Regions from separate parts of the Mus musculus genome. Here all the other regions are linked to region 4. A link is a contact called in public HiChIP or PLAC-seq, Micro-C and promoter capture Hi-C data. All regions are on one chromosome and are shown on one strand. Each heading gives the region's core, a stretch centred on a gene start, on an enhancer-like site or on the middle of the called end of the contact. The rest is flanking DNA. Distances are from core to core; before and after follow the strand shown.

Region 1 (4,210 bases), core at 275-2,774, 320 kb after region 4:
GGAATTCCAGTCCAGCCAAGGCTACATAGTAAAACCCTGTCTCAAAATAAATAAATAAAATAAAAGTAAACTTTAAAATGTAGTTAAAAGATTTTTTAGAAGATTTAATTTTCTTTTTTAATTGACCAGGCAGTGGTGGTACACTTTTTTAATCTCAGCACTCGGGGACAGAGACTGACAGATCTCTTTGAGTTCAAGGCCAACCTGTGTGAGACCACAACAGGAAAAATAGACCTTACAGGTTGAGTTCTGTTTGCAATTAAGAATATATTCCTGTTTGTCCTACGTGTGTTTGAGCCATTTGCACCAGATGGACTTGATCCCATGTGGGCAAGAATTACATCAGAATGTACACTTGCCCCTGATGGATAGAAGGTCAATTGTGGGGTTTGCCTTTTTAAGCATCTGAAAACTGTGACTTGGGAGCATTTTCCTTAAAACTCAGGTGTGGGCCTGGCTAGAGTCCAGTAACCTGGCCAGTATTTAATTAAAGATTGTTTCAAATTTGGCTTGAAAGTGTGGTAGTGATCTTATTTTTGACAAATAGGATTATTGCCTGGTCTACAGAACAAGTTCCAGGATAGCCAAGGCTACACAGAAATCCTGTCTCAAAAGCAACAACAGCAAAAAGATGTGCATGTATCTACCGAGGCCAGCGGGGTCATCAGATCCTCCTGGAGCTGGAGTTACAGGCAATAGTAAGAAATCCGACATGGACTCTGAGCATCAAACTCATCCTCTGTAAGAACAGTGTGGGCTCTACTACACCATCTCTCCAGCCAAAGACCAAAGGAGAAGTATTAACAATGAAAACAGGAAGGTTTTCATTCCTAAAGCCTACATTTAAAAAAAAAAAAAATCATTAAGCCAGGATTAGTAGCATACCAGTTCCCAAGAGGCACTGGCAAAAGAGAAGCGAATTCCTGTGAGGCCTAGGTTATCCTGGCCTCCATAGGGAGTTCCCAACCATGTCAGCCTTGGCTACAGAGTGACACTTTAGCTTTAGAAAAGGAAAAAAGAAAACAGAAAAAAAGCCAAAGCTACTATAGCATCATAATGACATACTGCCAGTATACATCCCTAGGGTTTGTTGAGTGTCAGGTTGGGTGTGGGAAGACTTCAAGAGATCGAATGGCCATAGTAGACAGCAAGAGAGGATTACACTAGCATGGGAGGTTCCTTGGGGCCTGGGCCAGTATGGAGCCTGAGGTGTGCCTTGTCTATGCACTGTGGTCAGCACTCAGGCCCTCTCGACTTCTCACCTGGACCCCGGATCATTAGCAGGTGGGGGCAAGCTGCCTTGCCCCCACCTGCTGTCCAGATATGACTTCCTGTTTGGCAAGTTCTGAGGGTTCCTCTCCCTGCTCCTCAAACTCCCCTTTGTTCATAAACTTGGCATTCGACATCCCTAGCCCTTATCCCTCCCTTCAGCCAGCTGGAATTTCCTGTCCCACTGTCCTCCCAGCAGGAGATTCCATTCCCGGCTCTGAGTCACTTTGGGGTGACTCAAGTGTGACTCACTCCACCGAGGTCCCTCCCACTTCAACTTACCTCGGCTGGGTGTGGCTCCTGCCCATTCACTGGCAGGGATCTTCTTTCAGCCACAGCTGATGTGAGACTCCTCCCACATCCCAGGAACCTGGCATGAGAAAGGGACCCTCAACAAAGGAGCAATCTGGCCAGTGCCGAGGCTGCTAGATGACAGAAGCTCAAGCATTCCAAAGCCTGAACAAGAAGTCGCTGAGCTGGTTTCTCTGTCCCCACCCTCCTCAGACCCTGCCTCTAGCTACAATCAAGGCTCATCTGGCTTTTCAGAAACCCACCTTTCTGCCCCAAGGATCACTCCAAATACCCATTTCCAGCTGGGAGCAACTATGGATCACAGACTGAGCTAACAGTAGTTATGATCAGGAAAGTATTCAGTTTTAAGTAGGATACAAACTTATGTACTGAGCAGACAAAAACAAACACACAAAAATCTCACAGGAAATAGGAGATACTTTATTCTGGAGTCAAATCTGAGTGATCATGACCCAGGAACAAAAATTTAAGTCACCACAAATTCCATGTTCCAATGTGGTAACAGTCTGATGAAGTGTCGTTGTTGTAGTTTTGGTTTTCTGAGACAGGGTTTTTCTGTGTAGCCCTGGCTGCCCTGGAATGATGCTTGCTGGTTCATTTGCTGGCTTACTCCTCTCTGTCAAGGCTCTAACTTAACCAGCCTCTTAGACAACCCAGAAACGCCTACTTGGGGAATGGTTCTGCCAACAGTGGGTTGGCCCTCCCACATCCATCATTAATCAAGACAGTTTCCCACAGACATGCCCATAGGCCAATCTGATCTAAGCAACTCACATAAATCGGCTTGTGCACACCTGTAATCACAGCTCTTGGAAAGTAGAGGCAAGAAAATCAGGAGGTCAAGGTTAGCAATGATATCTCAGGGGGCTTAGAGACAGCGTGGAGTACACAAGACCTTGTCTTTAAAAAAAAAAAAAGGATGGGGAAGTGGGGTGGCGAGATGCTCTGTGGTGGTTTGAATGTACTTGACTCAGAGAGTGGCATTCTTAGGAGTTGTGGCCTTGTTGGAGTAGGTGTGGCCTTGTTGAAAGAAGTGTGTCACTATAAGTATGGGCTTTTATGAGACTTTCCTTTGTCAATGCAATTAATCTGATTCCTTAGGAAGACTCTTCAGACAACAAAAAGTAGCCATATTCTTCACCAAAAACAGTCTTAGGCCATATACTAACATTCTTCTCCTCTGAAACTTTTGAAGCAAGACCCCCACAGTTCAAGCCACACTCAGCATCAGTGATGCCATATTCTTACTAGGATGGCCCATTAAACCCCACTTAAAGCATTCCACTGCTTTCCAAATCCAAAGTCCCAAAATCCACATTCTTCCAAACAAAAACACGGCCAGGCCTATCACAGCAATACCCCAGTTCCTGGTACCAACTTCTATCTAGGGTTTCATTGCAATGAAGAGACACTATGGCCAAGGCAACTCTTGTAAAGGACAAACATTTAATGGGGGCTGGCTTACAGGTTCAGAGGTTCAGTCCATTATCATCAAGGCAGGAGCATGGCTGCATCCAGGCAGGCATGGCACGGGAGAAGGAGCTGAAAGTTGTGCATCTTGTTCTGAAGGGAACTGGGAGAAGACTGTCTTCCAAGCAGCTAGAAAGAGAGCCTCAAAATCCAACCCCACGGTGACACACTTCCTCCAAAAAGGCCACACCTTGTGATAGTGCCACTCCCAGGGCCAAGCATATTCAAACCACCACAGGTTCAGTGGTTAAAGATAAGCAAAAGACTAGAGAGATGTCTTAGCAACTGAGAGCAGTGGCTGCTCTTCCAGAGGACCTGAGTTCAACTTCCAACACCCACACAGCAGCTCACCACTGTCTGTAACTCCAGTTCCAGCAGATCTGATACCCTCATACAGGCATACATACAGAGAGCATACATAAAAAGAGCATACATAAACTGTCCTTGCAGAGAGTTCACAATACCCATATCAAATGACTCACAGTTACTTTAATGGGCACCTGTACACATGTGGCAGACCTCACACATGCATAATTTAAAAAAAACAATACATTTTTAGAAGAAAGAAGAAAAAGTACCCACAATGGCCCTGCTGCTGCCTCTTGCTGTCGTCACCACTCCCCTGTGTATTGGATCCCCAAGCCAGCTCTCTTAGGCCCTGCTCCATCAGAACACAGGTAACCAGGCCTGGACAACAGTATGGTCATGGTTCTTGAAAAGAAGACTGTGACACTATGCTCTGCCAATGATTTGTTTCTTGTTAATATTACTTTACTTTTTCATTTTAAGGTAGTCTCTCTACGTAGGTCAGGCCCACCTAGAACTTGAAGTCCTCCCGCTTCAGCTGCTCGAGTGTTGGAATTACTTGTATGCACCATGGTGTCTAACCTAATAGTCTAATTCATATATATTCATATTCATTCAATATGGTAATTCAACATACACATATTGTATATAATGATCAAACCAACATAGGTAGCATTTTCAGCTCTGTCAACAGCTTCTTGGGGCTTGGGGAGAGAGTTGAGGGGGTCAAGTGCTTGTTCTGCAGCTGTGTGGACCTGAGTTTGGATCCTAAGAAGCCACACAAGTCCCAGGAGCTCAATGGCCAGCCCATCTAGGCAAGGTGGAGAACACCATGCTCACCTTAGAGACTCTG
Region 2 (4,253 bases), core at 1,112-3,611, 390 kb after region 4:
TCACTCTATTACTCTAACTCAAGGGGATCTGATATTTGGGACAGTGGATGTATAGATGCCCATGATTTAAAAATAATAAAAACTTTGAAAGCCACAATATCTGTAAGAAAAAAACAAAATACAAACAAAAAACATCTTTTTTTTTTTAATTTTTAAAGATTTATTTATTTATTAAATGTATATGAGCATCCTGTTGCTGACACACCAGAGAGGGCATCAGATCCAGTTACACATGGTTGGAAGAGCAGTCAGTACTCTTAACCACTGAGCCATCTCTCCAGCTCCATCTTTTTATGTTTTTAATATTTGTGTGTGGGTGAGTATACAGCTGCCCACAGAGGCCAGAGCAGCACTGTTAACCACTTAGCCATTTCTGTGTGTGTCTGTCTGTCTATCTGTCTGCCTGCCTGCCTGCCTATCTATCTAGTCTGTGTGGTACTCCAGTGTCTTAGGGTTTTGTTGCTGTAAAGAGACACCATGGTAATGACCATGATAATTCTTACAAAGGAGAACATTTAGTTGGGTCTGACTTACATATTTCAGAGGTTTAATCCATTATCATGGCTAGAAGCCCGCCATGCAGGCAGACATGGTGCTGGAAAAGGAGCTGAGAGTTCTACATCTTTGATCTACAGGCAGCAGGAGATTGTGTGCAGCACTAGGCATAGCTTGAGCATAGAAGACCTCAAAGCTCTCACCCCCACAGTGACACACTTCTCCAACAAAGGCACCCCCTGATAGTGCCATTCACTATGGGCCAAGCATTCAAACATGTGAGTCTATGGAACCATACCTATTCAAACCACCGTACCCCAGTATCCTGAATCTATTACGTGGTGTATATATTAGTCAACAGGACACAATATGTGACAGAAGCAGTCAGTGTAAGGGAAGTGTGGCAGTTTGGATGAGAATGGCCCCAGCAGGCTCGTGTTTGCATACTTGGACCCCAGTTGGTGAAGTGCCTGGATTAGGAGATATATGGACCTTTTTAGCAAAGGTGTATCACAGGATGTGGCAGGGTGGCCTTTGACGTTCCAAAGCCCTCGCCAGGCCCAGAGACTCTTTTCCTACCTGCCTGTAGGTCCTCCTGGGGATCAGATGTAAAGCTCTCAGCTATTCTCAGCTACCACAGGTGCCTCCATACTTGCCATAGACTAAGCCTCTGAGACTATAAGCAAGCCCCTAATTAAATGCTTTTATTTATGACCATTGCCTTGGATTCAAGTGGTAGTGTCACAAGCCTTTAATCTCTCCTGGGATTGAGTGTGCACTTGCTGATAGGATCTGAACTCAGGTCCTTCAGGTGCTAGCTCCGAAGGCCCTAACATTTTTTAAAATTGTATTTAAAATGTCTTTGAATACATTTTTACTAATTTCTTCCTAAAAGGCTTCCTGTCTTTGATTAGATTTATTCATAAGCTTGGTTTTTTTTCTTAATGGTCTGCCCTTTATTGTGGCACTAAGTATATTCCATTGTTATCCTGATCATTATCCATCTTTAGAATTTTCTCATCATCCCAAAATGGAACTCTACCCAGTAGACAGACACTCCCTATCTTCCTCCACCCCCTTTCCCTAGCCCTTGATAACCAACTGTCTTCTTTCTCTCTGAATTTGACTAATGTAGGTAGAATCATAAACTGCTTTTTAAAAAACTGAATGCCTTTCTATTTTGGAGTGAAAAAATACCATTAATATATTATTAAGGTTCTATTTTCTCTTTTTTGTTTGTTTGTTTTTGTTTGTTTTTCAAGATGTATTTATTCATTATATGTAAGTACACTGTAACTGTCATCAGACACTCCAGAAGAGAGCATCAGATCTCCTTACGGATGATTGTGAGCCACCATGGTTGCTAGGATTTGAACTCCGGATCTTTGGAAGAGCAGTCAGTCCTCTTAACTGTTGAGCCATCTCTTCAACCCTGTTTGTTTGTTTTAAGGCAAGGTTTCTCTTTGAAGTCCTGCCTGCTCTGGAGTTGTAGACCAGGCTGGCCTCACAGAGATCCACCTGCCTCTGCCTTCCAAGTGCTGGAACTAAAGTGTGCAGCACCACTCACTGTCTAGCTGACCTGTTCTGTTCTTTCTTATCTAACACACTGGCCCAGTTGAGTTCAGCTATATGTGCTTTCTGCATAAAAAAAGTATACACATACAAATAAGGGCATTTTCTATTGTTAATCCTGCGCTTTGACTTTTCAATTAAAATTTTTTAAAAATTTGAACTCTAAACATTTGATTTAGTATAGATCTCCTATCTGGCTCTTGAAGTACCCCTACTCCCTGTATCCCACCCCTCATCCCCCACCTCCCTTTAGGCAAGGTCTCCCTTTGTGGCACTGACTGTCCTGGAATTCACTATGTAGAGTAGGCTGACCTACACAGTGCCCCCTCATTTATTCTTTGTTTAAACATACTAAGAATTGTTGTGCCGGGCGTGGTGGCACACACCTTTAATCCCAGCACTCGGGAGGCAGAGGCAGGCGGATTTCTGAGTTCGAGGTCAGCCTGGTCTACAAAGTGAGTTCCAGGACAGCCAGGGCTATACAGAGAAACCCTGTCTCTAAAAAACCAAAAACAAACAAACAAACAAACAAAGAATTGTTGTACACCTTTAATCCCTGCACTCTAGAAGCGTAGGCAAGTGGATCCCAGTGAGTTCAAGGTCAACCAAAGTCTAGCTGCACAGTCAGACCCTGTCCCCCACTCTTTGTTATTTAGGAGTTCAGAAAAATTGTTGCACACCTGTAAACATGTAATCCCAGCACCTTGGAGGTTGAGGCCGGAGGATCATGAATTCAAGGTCATTTTGGGCTTCCTACTGAGACATTATGTAAAACAAAAACTGAAGAAGAATTGGTATTTAAGTGTTTGCTGTTTGTTTCTGATATGAACTTACAGTCTGATTGTGGTTTCTTTGTGTGTATTATAGTTTAAACGTATGTAGTTCTTAGGATTTTATACCTGCCAGATAATTGGTGGCATTTTGAGCCATATAGACTGTGAACCTATAGAAAAAAAGCATGTAACTACACCTTTTCTGAGATCACAAGGCACTTTTTAACAAGGGCTTTTACACTTCTTGAAATATTTGGAGACACCTTACCCCAGTAGCATCTTATCATCTGGTGGCCTAAAACTCCCTAAATTTTGCCCCTCCCGCCACCCGTCTTGAGGTCCTCTTCATTAGGATTGACCTTTCTGAGTAAGGAGTTTTCCACACTGCTCAGATTACTGTGTTTTTTACTGTGTTGTTGCTGGTTGTTTTTGAAAGGCTCTCTGGGCCAAATGAGCCCTGAAACATTTCCACACTGACCCTTCCCAGCCGCTGATTGAAGGTGCTTCTTCTTGTTTTATAGGTGTCAGCTGTGATGCATGTTTAAAAGGAAATTTTCGAGGTCGCAGATATAAGTGTTTAATTTGCTACGATTACGATCTTTGTGCATCTTGTTATGAAAGCGGGGCAACGACAACAAGGCATACAACTGACCACCCGATGCAGTGCATATTAACAAGGGTAGACTTTGGTAAGTTCATAATGCAAAATCAATTATTATCATTTAAGGGGCTTCTATGGGTATGAAAAGCAAAAACAAAACATCCTGAAACTATCCCATAAGCACCTCCAAGAGTTCAGATTCATTCAAACTAAAATCATCTTCCCTGTGTCCTTCTGTCTCTTGATTACAGTTTTCAGCCCTTGGAAAACTCCACAAGTGGTCCAGAGTGCTACTGAAACAAGCAGTGAAATCAGGCTGGGCTGTTGCTAATAGCCCTCAGTAAGAAAAGCTGTCTGCTTCAGGCCTCAATTATTTAACTAGCCAACACACTTACTATTGTCTTTGATTATAGCCTTCCTGATGGGCATGAAGCACTGGCTCAAGTGGGTTTGATTTGCAGGTCTGATAGATAATGACCCAAGCATTTCTTCTTAATGCTTATTAGCTATTTGTGTATTTTTTAGTAAAATGTTCAGACCCTTTTCCCATTAAAAAAAATTTACATGTAATGCCTATTACTGAATTGTAACCAATCTTTATATATTAGACACATGTTCCTTAACAGATAGATGATTTGCAAAAATGTACTCCCAATCTTTAGTCTTCTCACTTTCTGGGTGCTGTACTTTAAAGTACTGAAGTTTTGTTTTAAAATGCCTTCTTTGTTCTTTTTAATTACTTTGTGTTCAGATGTCATCCTAACGCACATAGCCCAAGCTAAATCACTGGGAAATATGTCTTCTGAGGGTTC
Region 3 (4,339 bases), core at 614-3,113, 420 kb after region 4:
GACGCCCTCTTCTGGTGTGTCTGAAGTCAGCTACAGTGAATTTATGTATAATAAAAAATAAAAATAAAAAAGTAGTATACTTTAAAAAAAATAGTTCTACTCCAACTGAATTATCCAGAGAAAATCAGGATGGATAGGGGCAAGCTGAGGGCAGTTGCCCATTTGAAGTTATAAGGCTATAAAACATAAGCCTGCAGATGAAAGATGCTAGAACTCCAGAAGAAAGGACCTCTGGAGCAAGAGCCACTGAACTTGGCAATGACCCTTCCAGCCTTTCCCTCAAAAGGACCTAAGACTGCTTACATGGGCACTTACACGGGACACTGAGGATATGGCGATTACAAAGCATTTTGAAAATGATTGCACATAAACCCCTAGTTGATATTGCTAGTGAAAGGCAGGAGGTGGGGGGCTGAAGAGATGGCTCAGCAGTTAAGATGGTGTTCTCCTATTCCTGGGGACAGGACACAGCACCCACACAGGGTGGCTCACAACCATCTGGAACTCAAGCTGAGGGTATCTGTTATCTTCTTCTGACTTCAAGCACTGCACTAATGAGAACATAGAGAAATAATTGGGGGGAAGGGCCACAGGTGTGGTGGCACAGGCTTTTAATGCCAGCACTCAGGAGGCAGAGACAGGCAGATCTGAGTTTGAGGCCAATCCAATCTACATAGTGAGTTCCAGGATAGCCAGGGCTATGTAAAGAGAATCTGTCTCCAAAGATATCAAAGTAAATAAGTAATAAGGCTGGAGAGATAGCTTAGTGGCTAAAAGCACTGGCTGCTCTTGCAAAGGACCCAGGTTCAATTCCCAGCACATACGTGGTGGCTTGTAACTGTAGCTCCATTCTAAGGATCTGACACCTTCTTCTGGCCTCTGCAGGCATTAAGCATGCATGTGGTAGACAGACAGACAAATAGGCAACACACCCATGCACACAAAATAAAACTAAAATTTAAAGTATAAATAAGCCGGGCAGTGGTGGCACACTTGGAGGCAGAGGCAGGCAGATTTCTGAGTTTGAGGCCAGCCTGGTCTACAAAGTGAGTTCCAGGACAGCCAGAGCTATGCAGAGAAACCCTGTCTCGAAAAACCAACATCATCATCATCATCATCATCATAATGATGTATAAATAAATAGTAATTTTTAAATGCAAAGTTGGAGGCAGTTCTGGGGATAGAGCTCACTTTGTAAAATGTTTCATCTAGTATGTAAAAAGCCCTTGAGAAAATTCTGGAAGGAGAATGTCTTAGGGTTTCATTGCTATGAAGAGACACCATGACCAAGGCAACTCTTCTAAAAGAAAACATTTAATTGGAGCTGGCTTACAGTTTCAGAGGTTTGATCCATTATCATCAATCATGGTGGGGAACTTAACCACGTGCAGGCATACATGGTGCTGTAGGAACCCAGAGTTCTACGTTTCCACAGAAGGAGACTGTGTGCCACACTGGGTGTAGCTTGAGCATTTGTGAACTCAAAGCCCGCTATATCCTGTGACAGGTAGGGACTGAGGGATGCTGGGAGAACCTGGCAGCCAGGTCCACTTTGATATGTTAAATAGGTACCTCAGCCATTTGTCCTAGGTTTGAGACTTTACAGGCAATGGGAAGAGAAAGATTTAAGAAACAACAAAATCCTCCTAGGCAGGAACTTAGCCCAAGGAGACCGTGCTTGCCTAGTGTGTGAGATGCTCTGGGTTCAAACTCCAGTGCCACAAACAAGCAAGCAAACAAATGTCCCTTCTCCTCCCTTCCCCTCAGCCCCTGGAGCCTTTGTTTCATCTTTTACTTAGGTGCAAATGTGGACGCACATGAGTGTAGTGCCTGTGGATGCCAGAAGAGGGCAGCAGTTAACTGGGACTGAGGTTACAGGAGGCTAGGAACAGCCTGACATAGGTCCTGGGAACCACACTGGGGTCCTACACAAGAGCAGTGTTCAGTCTTAAGCATTGAGCAGTCAGCCCAGCCCTGATGTTGCTCTTTAGTGGTAGTTCAGTCTGGGCCTTATTTCTTCCCGGAGAGGAAAATAGGGCTGACCCACAGAGGATCTGAGTTCAAATTCTTAGACCCCACATAAAAAGCTATACACTGCTATGTGGGTAGCCTCAGTGCTGTGAGGGACAAACATGGGGGATTGTTATGGCTTGCTGGCAGCCAGTCTATCTCCAGGTTCAGTGAGAGGCCCTGTCTCTGGGAATAAGGCAGAGTGGTAGAGCAGGACACCAGATATGCTCTTCTGGCCCCCAGATACCTTTGCACACATATCCACATACATCACACATACAGGTCTCAATGAAAAGGGAATAGGGAGGTGTTGCGGCCGCCAGCAGCTCGTAACGTGAACGGTTCGACTGATATGGCTACTCAAGCTGTAAGAGAGGAATCTAGGGGGCGAAAGAAGAAACGGAGCTAAGACAAATTCATTCTGATCAAAACTCAAATTTTATTGTTGCGACACTAGTTATGAAGGAAGGGGGAGGGGACCCGATTCCCGCCGAATAATCTCTGATCCAGTAGAAAGGTGAGCACGTGTGTGGCTCCAAACAGCAAAGCGGCAGGTTCCAGCAGTGGGCGTGGCAGAACGAATGAGCAGGAAGCTCCACCCCTGAGCAAGCAGGTTTCAGGCTGGGGGAGGGGAGACTACAGGGAGGTGGGGACTTTAGCTTAGGAAAAGACATCTGCTGCCACTGTCAAGCCTGTCAGAGCCCCCAGCCTCCCATGGCTTTATAATCTTTCTGGTCAGTTTCTTAATCGAGGGCCCACCTTTCAAGAGAAGTCGTGTTGACCAATTAAAAAATCTTTTTTAGGCAGGGCATGGTAACACACAGCTTTAATTCCAGCACTTGGGAGAGAGAGGCAGGCAGATCTCTTAAGTTCAAGGTCAGCCTGGTCTATGTAGTGAGTTCCATAACAGGTTATGTAGAAAGATCTTGTTAAAATTAAGTAAATAAGTAAACAAATAAATAAACCAAAAAATGAGAAAAAAACAACAACAAAAATCTTTTCAGAAAATGGAAACACTCATCTGTCATCCCAGCACACCTGTCATGCCAGCACACCTGTCAGTCAGTCATCCTAGCACACCTGTCAGTCATCCTAGCACACCTGACAGTCATCCCAGCACACCTGTCAGTCATCCTAGCACACCTGTCATCCCAGCACACTTATCAGTCATCCCAGCACACCTGACATCCCAGCACACTTATCAGTCATCCCAGCACACCTGACATCCCAGCACACCTGACATCCCAGCACACCTGACATCCCAGCACACCTGACATCCCAGAGAGGGATAAGGTAAGGTGAGAGGACCATGAGTTCCAGGCCAGCCTTGACTACAGAGTGAGAACCATTCTCAAAACCCAAAAGGGGGGGAGGGGGTGGTGGTGAGAGACAAAAAAGGCTGAGCTGTGATGGCACACACCTTTAATCCCATCATGGGAGGTAGAGAACATGTGAGTCTGAGGCCAGCCTGGTCTACATAGAGTGTTCTAGGCCAGCCAAGGCTATATAATGAGGCCCAGTCTTTTTTTTTTTTTTTTTAAGATTTATTTATTTACTATATGTAAGTACACTGTAGCTGTCTTCAGACACTCCAGAAGAGGGCGTCAGATCTTGTTACAGATGGCTGTGAGCCACCATGTGGTTGCTGGGATTTGAACTCTGGACCTTCGGAAGAACAGTAGGGTGCTCTTACCCACTGAGCCATCTCACCAGCCCCCGAGGCCCAGTCTTGAAGGGGAAAAAAAAATGTGAAAAACTATCCTCTCAGGGTTTATTTCCGCATCACTTACCATGCTGTGCTCCGCTCGGCACCCTGCAGTCGCATGCCATGCCATGGGGTCTTCCCGATACACCTTTAAGGAAGGCATTGTGGTACCGTTTTACAGATGTGGAGAGTAGAGCTCAGAGGCCAGACATGACCTAAGGACAAGTGTCAAACCGATGCTTCCTCTAGAACCTCCCTGTGGATGGACTCTGGTGCTCAGGCTCAGAGCATCCCCAATGCTGTAAGTACCAGATGCCCACCAGAGAGTACCACACTAAGACTGTTAAAGCCAGGAAAAGCTCTTATAGCTGGCCGGTGACTGCACGGAGAACTTGCCCACATCCTGCAGCCCCAAGCCTTACATGCCGTGCCCTGTACATGTCTTTTACATATAAACACTATATTCTGGTTGTCACACTTCAGTTAGAAGGACACAGAACTACAAAAGCCAAAAAGCAAAGTTAGCACTTTCAGATACTTTTTATTTGGGGACTTTCCTGGAACTATGAACAGCTCGTCAGCTGTTGGAGCCTACATGCTGGGTTTTAAAGTCAGAATGGTACC
Region 4 (4,012 bases), core at 1,082-3,581:
AAGAATAAGAGGAAAAGAAAGAGGAGGAAGATGAAGAGGAAGAAGAGAAGGAGGAGGAAGAGGAGGAAGAGGAGGAGGAAGAGGAGAAAGAAGAGGAGGAAGAGAAGGAGGAGAAAACAGTAGCAGCACTAACTTGTGAGACAACATGGCCACTGCAGTGGCTTGGAAATATTGCAGGTGTGAGAGAATTCCAAGGTCTGCCAACTAAGAGGTTTTTAAACATTAGTCACTTGTAACCTTAATACTAATACTACTAATACAAAAATATCCTAGTTTAGATCTTAGATCCCTCAGAGTTTTAACAGCATGCCTCCAGCAACAGAAAGCTAAATCTCTTCTAGGCCTTCAGTCTTGCAGTCTAGGATGAAAGACGTTCAGTTCTGTGGGGTGAGGGTTGCTAAGGATGAATTTAAGGAACCAAATCACCTAGACATTCCTCTTCTGGAAACACCTCTATTAACACAGCAGACCTTCTGGATGGAGGCTGGGTCTTGGACCAGAAAGACCTCAGCAGAGAGAGACATTGGTGCATAGGTGAGTGTTCCAGAAAACTAGCTAATGTGCACATCTGGTGTTCCACATCTTAACCCACAAACGATTCCAAATAAGCTGGCTTAGGCCATACCCAACACACAAGTGTTCAAACTCTACCAGCCACAGCACTTACTGGCACAACTAATGCCTTCCTTCCCTTCTATTTGGAGCACATTGAGGTATCCTTTTAATCAGTCAAGAAGGTGCTCCAGAAAACGTTCCCAAATACACTCAACTCTTTCACATTTGGCAAAGTTACCAAGTCGGACCTCTGTCCTCAAATGACCTGGCAATGAGGTACAGCTACTGGGTGCACACTTATCCTTGAACACTTTTAGGATACCCAAGAAAGAAACTAAGTCTCACCTACTATCTGATGCGAGAGGAAACAAGATGTCACAAAGAAAAGAGTGTTACATGAGTGTCTATTTCTGAGCAGTAAACTGACTCACTTATTCTACACAATGAAACCAAACCACTCATTACTTCTTAACATCTCCTAGATCTGGATAAACCTGACAACCAATCACTCATCACAGTTTTAATCGGCAATCATTTCTCCTGTTAGTGATAGGCAGGACAATGCTCTGCTTCACAAACCAAGCTATTACTTGAGAGATGTTTGTTTGTTTGTTTGTTTAGTAGGCTTTTGTTTGTTTCATTTCGTTTTGTTTTCAAGACAGGGTTTCTCTGTGTAACAGCTGTGGCTCTCTTGGGACTCATTTTGTAGACCAGGCTGGCCTCGAACTCACAAAGACCCGCATACCTGCCTCTGCCTCCCAAATGCAGGAATTAAATGTGTGGGCCACCACATCCATCGAGAAATCACTTTTTAAAAAAAGACTATTATACACATACGAATGATTGGCCAGACTTCAAAAACGACATGACCGGTTCCCAAGCTGTTTCCTATCGTACCTAACACAGAGACTTTGAACGCAGCACTACTTTTCAAGAGTCAGCATTGCAGGATAGCAACCCTGGGAGATTGGTTCTCAGAAACTGAGGTGTTCATTGGAGTCTCGTAAAGAGCGACACATCATTGGTCAGCTTCCAAGCTCCTACGGGGCCACGTTGACTCTGGGTGCAGAAACCACCTTTCCGTTGGCCCTACCACTTCAACAGAACGGTCAACTCCAAGTGCAGAATCTTTCGGGACAAATTACAACCTCTTCAACCCGGGGGCTCACACTCCCAGCAGAGTTCATCCTGGACCTCTTTAGCCTTGGCTCCAAGTAAGGGCCAGCCCAGAGGCCACCTCCACCTCACCCCCCCCCCCCCGCCTCCACACACACACACCCCGTCACCGAGGGAACTAGGATATTGTTGCCGTGTCTGCAGGGCGCCCTGCGAAGTGCATCGGCCGATCCACGACCCCATCGGACAAAGCCCCCTCCACCCCCGAGGTCTGCCACTGGCGTTTGGACCGGTGGCTCCCTCGCCCCTTCCGAGGGCCCGCCCGGAAGAGCCCGGACACCGCCGGGGCCAGAATCAGGAACCCGAGGTCTACGCAAGCATGGAGGACAGAGCCGGGCCGGCACGACTCACGGAGGAAGGTGCGCGACAACAGGCGGGCGGCGGCGAGGCCGCTGCTGCTGGAGACCATGGTTGCAGTGGCAGCCGCAGCAACTACTGTTGCGGTCATCCCCCAATGACACTCTCAGGACCCCGGGACCTTGGCATGGGCTCAGGCTCGCGCAGAAAGGTGTCTAGAGGAGTAGCCTGAATATCTTACGCTCCTCGGAGTCTCTTCTCAAACAGTGAACGTTACAAGTGGAAAAGAACAAGAAGGATGACGTTTGAAAAGCAAACAATAGCTCTGTTCTTTAGTAGATGTGGGCTTGGGTAACCATAAACATAACGGCAATGTGTGGGACAGCCCATGAGAGGCCCGGCCGGCGCGTGGTGTTGTGGGAAATGTATTTTTTTTCCGAGTAAGCAGCGTGCTGAAAGGGAAGGGGTTGGAAGCGATTTAAACTCCGGCGTGGGCGCCCAGGAAAAGCCGTGACAAACGCTGAGGGGAGGCGCCGGCAGCAATGCTATGTGCCAGACCGTGATCCTGCACTTTGTTTTTTTCTGACCTGTTACAGAGAAGATTGTACTCCTCTTGTCCTCCCTGTACGGTTCCGGAAATTATCCGCACTAGTGGCCGGCAAAAGAAAAAAGGAAAAGTGACCAAATACTTAAAATTAAAAAGCCCCTTAGCTGACAGTTTCCTGAAGCAGGAATCTCTTTATTAAACAAACTGGCGCACTGCCTTCGACTAATGCTAATTATTTACTAATGCTAATTATGCCTCTTTCTAAAATCCTAAGGACTACAACTCGAGATCAAATAGGATTTGTGCCCAATTGGAACAAATTATTCACTCCACTCTTTTAAAACCTTAGCAAGTCCTTGAGCCAAAGCACCACGTTTCTTGTCTAAAACCGCGTTCCTAAGATTCCTTATCAGTATAATCAATAAAGTTATTTTAGCTCAGTAAGGTCGTCATTATAATTCGCACCATTCTCATGTGTACTTGTCTTGTAGATCCTGCCCTTGTGGTAAAGTTAAATATCAGTGCTTTCCAAATAGGTCCAGTGTGAACATTTTTTTAAAGATTTATTTATTTACTTATTATGTACAGTGTTCTGTCTGCAGTATGTCTGTGAGCCAGAAGAGGGCACCAGATCTCATTACACTTGGTTGTGAGCCACCATGTGGTGGCTGGGAATTGAACTCATGGACCTCTGAAAGAACAACCAGTGTTCTTAACCTCTGAGCCATCTCTCCAGCCCGCGAACAATGGTTTTAAGGAGGAAATTTTTCACTGAATCTTTACTTAATAATTAAGCATTTTGTTTCATTTATTTAACAAAATGTGTAATACATAGTATATATAACATATAGTATAGATTGTAAATATGTGTGTGTGTACACTATATTGACAACATTATGCTGATTGGACCAAGTGAGTAGTGGATAGCAGCCAGTTTGAATTCATGGGTAACACGTAAATTCAACCAAAATTCAAGAACCTTCTAACTCAGTGAAATTCTTAGGAGTGCAGTGGTTTGGGGCATGCAGAGCTATCCTTCTATTGTAAAGTTATTGTGTCTGGCCCCTCCCACTGGAAAGAAGCACGGTGTTTACTGAGCCTGTTTGGATTTTGGATGCAGCACCCTCTTCACTTGGGTGTGTGACTCCAGTCCATAGTGACTCAGAAAGCTACTAACTTTAAGTGGGGCCTGGAGCAAGAGAACGCTCTTGAAGAAGTCCAGACTGTTGTGCAAGCAAGCACACTACCACTTGGCTCAGGTGATCCAGCAGACCCAATGGTACTTGAGATCTCAGTGACAGGCAGGGATGCTGTCTGGAGCCTTTGGCAGGCCCCTAGGTGAGTCACAGAAGAGACCTTTGGATTTTAGAGAAAGGCTTCATCATCATCTGTAGACAATTCTCCCTTTAAGAGGCAGCTGTTAGCCTGCTATTGGGA

Evidence for each region. Promoter capture Hi-C pulls out the DNA fragments that hold promoters and counts their contacts. Hi-C and Micro-C count contacts between places; a contact is called where the count stands out from the background. HiChIP or PLAC-seq counts read pairs in DNA pulled down with a chosen protein or histone mark.
Region 1: an H3K27ac HiChIP or PLAC-seq map of embryonic stem cells shows a contact between it and region 4, with 2.8 times the contacts expected there. The contact joins the enhancer-like site here to the promoter of Suclg1 in region 4. A contact is called at or near these places in 6 of 39 promoter capture datasets (the HPC-7 cell line, the SN4741 cell line, cranial neural crest and 3 more), 1 of 15 datasets of contacts at CTCF or cohesin (the NIH/3T3 cell line), 17 of 484 Hi-C or Micro-C datasets (B cells, the CH12 cell line, the G1E-ER4 cell line and 10 more), 27 of 115 datasets of contacts at active chromatin or transcription factors (the 230-238 cell line, bone marrow-derived macrophages, differentiating embryonic stem cells and 16 more) and 1 of 9 other capture datasets (liver).
Region 2: a Micro-C map of embryonic stem cells shows a contact between it and region 4, with 2.8 times the contacts expected there. The contact joins the enhancer-like site here to the promoter of Suclg1 in region 4. A contact is called at or near these places in 8 of 39 promoter capture datasets (the HPC-7 cell line, HPC-7-derived erythroid cells, cranial neural crest and 4 more), 1 of 15 datasets of contacts at CTCF or cohesin (the NIH/3T3 cell line), 4 of 484 Hi-C or Micro-C datasets (differentiating embryonic stem cells, embryonic stem cells and liver), 8 of 115 datasets of contacts at active chromatin or transcription factors (bone marrow-derived macrophages, cardiomyocytes, embryonic basal ganglia and 3 more) and 3 of 9 other capture datasets (adipose tissue, liver and macrophages).
Region 3: a promoter capture Hi-C map of embryonic stem cells shows a contact between it and region 4, with 4 times the contacts expected there. The contact joins the enhancer-like site here to the promoter of Suclg1 in region 4. A contact is called at or near these places in 4 of 39 promoter capture datasets (cranial neural crest, embryonic stem cells, hippocampal neurons and 1 more), 18 of 484 Hi-C or Micro-C datasets (B cells, the C2C12 cell line, MC3T3-E1-derived osteoblasts and 10 more), 14 of 115 datasets of contacts at active chromatin or transcription factors (the 230-238 cell line, the SCID.adh cell line, astrocytes and 6 more) and 3 of 9 other capture datasets (adipose tissue, embryonic stem cells and liver).

The regions. Positions count from the first base shown.
Region 1 is chr6:72,924,300-72,928,509 of GRCm38.p6, reverse strand. No RefSeq gene overlaps it. Among named protein-coding and RNA genes, the nearest start is that of Kcmf1, 26 kb to the right of the region's middle. Within about 2 kb of position 1,524, at least 175 of the 459 cell types and tissues checked have an H3K27ac peak or open chromatin away from gene starts, as enhancers often do. A contact at or near this core is called in the CH12 cell line, the NIH/3T3 cell line, the SN4741 cell line and 11 more, where this site is marked.
Region 2 is chr6:72,861,034-72,865,286 of GRCm38.p6, reverse strand. It overlaps Kcmf1 (potassium channel modulatory factor 1), which reads left to right. Exons shown (of 7, transcript NM_019715.2): 2 at 3,362-3,529. Among named protein-coding and RNA genes, the nearest start is that of Kcmf1, 37 kb to the left of the region's middle. Within about 2 kb of position 2,361, at least 7 of the 459 cell types and tissues checked have an H3K27ac peak or open chromatin away from gene starts, as enhancers often do. A contact at or near this core is called in embryonic stem cells, where this site is marked.
Region 3 is chr6:72,826,570-72,830,908 of GRCm38.p6, reverse strand. No RefSeq gene overlaps it. Among named protein-coding and RNA genes, the nearest start is that of Tcf7l1, 40 kb to the right of the region's middle. Within about 2 kb of position 1,863, at least 7 of the 459 cell types and tissues checked have an H3K27ac peak or open chromatin away from gene starts, as enhancers often do. A contact at or near this core is called in embryonic stem cells, where this site is marked.
Region 4 is chr6:73,246,824-73,250,835 of GRCm38.p6, reverse strand. It overlaps Suclg1 (succinate-CoA ligase, GDP-forming, alpha subunit), which reads right to left and starts at 2,331. Exons shown (of 9, transcript NM_019879.3): 1 at 2,083-2,331. The coding sequence starts at 2,179. It overlaps Gm38834 (a long non-coding RNA gene), which reads right to left and starts at 2,073. Exons shown (of 2, transcript XR_869182.3): 1 at 1,453-2,073.